2 separate regions of the Mus musculus genome follow, and region 2 is linked to region 1. The links are chromatin contacts, called in public promoter capture Hi-C maps. All regions are on one chromosome and are shown on one strand. Each heading gives the region's core, a stretch centred on a gene start, on an enhancer-like site or on the middle of the called end of the contact. The rest is flanking DNA. Distances are from core to core; before and after follow the strand shown. Region 1 holds the start of Lamp3 (lysosomal-associated membrane protein 3). Region 2 has its middle 24 kb from the start of Gm49566.

Region 1 (2,747 bases), core at 87-2,586:
TAACAAAGACAAAATGCTTACTAATGTATTAAACACACACACACGTAAATATTCAAAGTCCTGCCTCTTCTTCCTTAGCAATGAAAGTTTAATAAGCTAAGCCTGTGTTTTTTGTAGTAAGGAGCCTTTAATCCTACTTTTACTTCTAGAGGGATGAGAGTCTGTGCATAGGCAGCAATTTTTACTTTTTCTTCTAGCTTAAAACATTAAGTTGTGGGAAGTTATTCCCACAGTGTTAGTTAGTGGATCCAAAGCTAAGCTAACACGACCATTGTACTACATTGCCAAATTAAGTCTTTTTTTTGTGTGTGTGTACTTCGGAGAGCATGAAATTATAATTCTGAAAGCATGGCACAAACAAAAACTACTTGGATTAAGGCAGCTATCATGACCGCACAGCTTCCTTAAGATTCATGTAACAACTGAGGCCACAGTGTCCTCCACTCCATGTAAGCAGTGGAGTGTAGACTAAGTCAGTGATCTCACAAGCTAAATTCAGTAGTTGTAGGAGGAACTGGAAATTTTTTGATACACTTGCTAGTAGAACAGAACAAGAACCTGATAGAACTCATTATCTTTCGCACAAAATACTCTAGTGAGATTAGGTACTTAAATAGCCATTTAAAGCTTGGCTCCCAAGGCTACTTCTCTGACTTGATGTGCAATAGCACTATCTTAATAACATTTTTGATGCCTCAGTTTACACCTTTGTGAAGTGGTAGAACTGATCAGATGACTTTTGATATATCTTCACATGTCACTATTTATATAAATAAACAACATATTTAAGATAAACAGAGGACGGAGTATGAAACCAGCTACAGCTCCAATTCCTAAGCTCTAGCCTAGTTCTCTTAAATCAACGTGATTTTTATAAACTCACATTGATATGGTATCTGTACTAATATAGGTGTCATAGGCAATGTCTTCTGGTATCGATTCCTATTCTAACTCACAGAAATTCCACTCAAACCATAAAGGCCCATGGAAAAAAATAGGTCTGCCCCACCTATGTAAGATAACAGATTTTAAATGTTCTCACACTAAATACCTGTAGTAGCAGAAACAGCATCTATAGCCCTATAGCCCTCCCTGCTTCACCTTTGGTCCAGGACACCTACATGCATTTAGATTTAAGAGAAATGGATAAAGAATGGCCACCACAGCAAATGGGGTGTGTCACTTACCAGTCAGGGACAGGAAGAGTACAGCTACTGCAGAGATCTGCCCAGGCATGGCAGGTAAGATTATTCTACCACTGTTGTGTGCTTGAGTCTTCTGTAGGAATGGACTCAGTTTCAGAGCAGATCCACAGAACACCAAGGAACACCAAGCTCATCCACTTATGGCAGGGAAACTGATCTCACATCATGAGAGGTAGCTAATAGAGCCAAGCTTTGTTCTGTACCTCATAGTGAGAAAGTAAACACTTACCTCTTCCTGGAGTGTTTGAAAGAGATGAAAGTGTGGGTGGGGGCTAGTTAGGGTGAAGGGAAACAGAAATTATTTTTCCAGGAATGGTGGCAAATCTGGGGCATCTCCTTCCCTTATGAGATGGGTCTCCACTTTTTTTTTAACTAGATGTTTTCTTTATTTACATTTCAAATGTTATCCCCTTTCCTAGTTTGCCCTCCGAAAATCCCCTATCCCTTCCCCCCTTTCCCTGCTCCCCAAATCACCCACTCCCATTCCCAGTCCTGGCATTCCCCTATACTGGGGCATAGAACCTTCGCAGGACCAAGGGCCTCTCCTCCCATTGATGACCAACTAGGCCATCCTCTGCTATATATACAGCTAGAGCTACAAGTTTCACTATGTGTTTTCTTTGATTGGTGATTTAGTTCCAAGGAGCTCTGGGGGGTACTGGTTAGTTCATATTGATGTTCCTTCTATGGGGCTTCAAGACCCCTTCAGTTCCCTGGGTACTTTCTCTAGCTCCTTCATTGGTGACCCTGTGCTCTGTTCAATGAATGGCTGTGAGCATCCACTTCTGCACTGGCAGAGCCCCTCAGGAGACAGCTATATCAGGCTCCTGTCAGCAGGCTCTTATTGGCATCTGCTATAGTGTCTGAGTTTGGTGGTTATTTATGGGGTGAATCCCCAAGTGGAGCAGTTTCAGGATGGTCGTTCCTTCAGTCTCTGCTCCAAACTTTGTCTCTGTAACTCCTTCCATGGGTGTTTTTTCCCCCTTCTAAGAAGGATTCTGAGCTTCTGGGCTAATATCCACTTATCAGTGAGTACATATCATGTGTTTTCTTTTGTGATTGGGTTACCTCACTCAAGATGATATCCACCAGATACATCCATTTGTCTAAGAATTTCATAAATTCATTGTTTTTAATAGCTGAGTAGTACCATATTGTATAAACGTACCACATTTTCTGTATCCATTCCTCTATTGAGGGACATCTGGGTTCTTTTCAGCTTCTGGCTATTATAAATAAAGCTGCTATGTCTCCTCTTTATGTAATAGCTTGAAACCATTTCTATAAACTTTTGCCAGCCAGTTTCTCAATCACAAAGTTGTGGAGTAGTTCTAGAGTACTTTCTGTGTGCAAGGCATGCCACTGTGATGTTCATTGTTTCCTCATTTTGGAGGGTGTGTGTGTGTGTGTGTGTGTGTGTGTGTGTGTGTACTACAGAATAATGATGAAAAGCCAAGAGGCCACAGCAGAGTTAAAGAAGTTCTGGGATTAAATATATTTTTCCATTTTAATCAGTTCTATATATGTGTTACTTTATAAATA
Region 2 (2,700 bases), core at 59-2,558, 560 kb after region 1:
GTTTCATTGTGCTATAAATCATATTCACATGAAATTTCATCCAAGAACACAAGAGCAATGACTATACATAGACTAATATAACATGTTATCTGCCTGTGCTTCTTCAAGTAAGGATGAAAGAGTGGGAAATTGATGTGCAGAACAATCAGGTGGCATCTGACAGTGAGGTTCCTACAGATGTTAAGTATGAATGGGCCACATAGAGAAAAGTTGATTTTTAAGAAAAAAGTATATTTTGAGTCACTCACAGGTACCCCCAGCAACAGCTGTAACTTTTTGATAATATCATTCACTGTGTCCAAATGTATTGTCATTACAGTGAACGGCTGAAAAAAAAGAAGAAATGTTACTGGTTAACAGTAATTTAATGGTTATTCACCCATTTATTACTATACCATAAAACCAAGATTTACTTAAGAAAATTACAAAGACAAGCATATAGAAGCATGAGAATCAATTATGGTTTTCCTATCTTTCATATAGCCTAAGGCCAATAAGAAGTTTTTCAGTATAATGGGTATCACTCTAAAGACCTGAGGCGTTCAGAATATAGCAGGTTGCTGACTATGCCTCATCCAGTAAAACTGTTTTTCCCAAGCCTGAGGACCTGAGTTAAAATTCCAGGGAAACACTCTGCGACAAGGAGAGAATCACTCTGGTGTCTTCTGACCTTCCCCAACACACACACACACACACACACACACACAAAGAGAGAGAGAGAGAGAGAGAGAGAGAGAGAGAGAGAGAGATTTATATAAGACAAACACCAACACACAAACCAATGTTACATTTATAGCCAAGCAGTAGTTATATAAAAGGATAATATATTTGGGAGTACTAAACATAAGCACTAAGCATAAAGAGCCATTGTGCATACAACAACAACAACACACACACAAGTGGATGTTACCAAACAGGTGAATATAGTAGAGTAGTATATGGTATTGAGCTAAACATTCTAATAACTTACACTTTTATGTATATATGTAATAATTATAATTATATATACAGTGGGGGAAGTACCCTTACTGTATGGCTGGAGACATACAGGTTCTGGGCTCTGTATATATTTTGTTCTACCATTTATGCCTCATACTAAAGCCAGAAGAAAACTAAAAGCCAGCCTCCCCTCACCCCCAGTGTTGGGAAGCCCCAGGAACCACAGTCCGTCCTGCTGTGATTCACCGTGTAAGCTTGGGAACCACACACCATCTTATCTGAAAAATGTCACATGGATCTAATATCTTCAACTTCGATCTCTACTGTAACCCAGGTTTCACTTTCACAATTTCATGCACTGCCCTCTCTATCGTAGGCCCTCGTCCCTCAAGCTCTTCACACAGGGACTCCCCTGCCACACACACTTAGGCATCGGCTGTCTGAAATATCATGGAAAGAATCCACAAGTGCTCGCTCTTGCATCCTGCATGTCTCTAAATTTAAGTTCAACTTACAGCACTCTGTTGCTTTGGGGGTTTAAAATCTAAAAAGTTACACATTTTCCTGAAAAAACAAACAAACAAACAAACAAACAAACAACAATCAGGTTCTTAAGAGTAAATTCTGCTCCCTGGTATCTACTTGTGTATTAGGTACATTTTGTTGATGAGATAACACCATGAACTGTTTGTTCTGGTTTCTGTTCCAGAGGCGTGAGAGTCTATCCTGGCAGGGGAACGTGGCTGCAGATAGGAGCAGGAAGCAGAGCAGAGGTAAGAAGTGAGAGTGGGCAATGAGATGAAAGCTCAGAGCCTGCCCTCGTGGAAGACTTCCTCCAGCAAAAGAAATGCCGCCTTCGCAGACAGTGTCTCCATTTCAGGACCCAGTGCTCAAAGGTCTGTACAAGTGCACTACAGGAATAGCACATACAACATCGGAGTGCTCAAAGGTATGTACAAGTGCACTACAGGAATAGCACATACAACATGGGAGTGGGCAAAGGTCTGTACAAGTGCACTACAGGAATAGCACATACAACATTGGAGTGGGCAAAGGTATGTACAAGTGCACTACAGGAATAGCACATACAACATCGGAGTGGGCAAAGGTATGTACAAGTGCACTACAGGAATAGCACATACAACATTGGAGTGGGCAAAGGTATGTACAAGTGCACTACAGGAATAGCACATACAACATCGGAGTGGGCAAAGGTCTGTACAAGTGCACTACAGGAATAGCACATACAACATTGGAGTGCTCAAAGGTCTGTACAAGTGCACTACAGGAATAGCACATACAACATGGGAGTGGGCAAAGGTCTGTACAAGTGCACTACAGGAATAGCACATACAACATCGGAGTGCTCAAAGGTATATACAAGTGCACTACAGGAATAGCACATACAACATGGGAGTGGGCAAAGGTCTGTACAAGTGCACTACAGGAATAGCACATACAACATTGGAGTGGGCAAAGGTATGTACAAGTGCACTACAGGAATAGCACATACAACATCGGAGTGCTCAAAGGTATGTACAAGTGCACTACAGGAATAGCACATACAACATTGGAGTGCTCAAAGGTCTGTACAAGTGCACTACAGGAATAGCACATACAACATGGGAGTGGGCAAAGGTCTGTACAAGTGCACTACAGGAATAGCACATACAACATCGGAGTGCTCAAAGGTATATACAAGTGCACTACAGAAATAGCACATACAACATGGGAGTGGGCAAAGGTCTGTACAAGTGCACT

Evidence for each region. Promoter capture Hi-C pulls out the DNA fragments that hold promoters and counts their contacts.
Region 2: a promoter capture Hi-C map of pre-B cells shows a contact between it and region 1, with 4 times the contacts expected there. The contact joins the enhancer-like site here to the promoter of Lamp3 in region 1. A contact is called at or near these places in 11 of 39 promoter capture datasets (3T3-L1-derived adipocytes, the C10 cell line, the HPC-7 cell line and 7 more).

What each region holds. Positions count from the first base shown.
Region 1 is chr16:19,705,029-19,707,775 of GRCm38.p6, forward strand. It overlaps Lamp3 (lysosomal-associated membrane protein 3), which reads right to left and starts at 1,337. Exons shown (of 6, transcript NM_177356.3): 1 at 1,188-1,337. The coding sequence starts at 1,236.
Region 2 is chr16:20,263,998-20,266,697 of GRCm38.p6, forward strand. No RefSeq gene overlaps it. Among named protein-coding and RNA genes, the nearest start is that of Gm49566, 24 kb to the left of the region's middle. Within about 2 kb of position 1,309, at least 12 of the 459 cell types and tissues checked have an H3K27ac peak or open chromatin away from gene starts, as enhancers often do.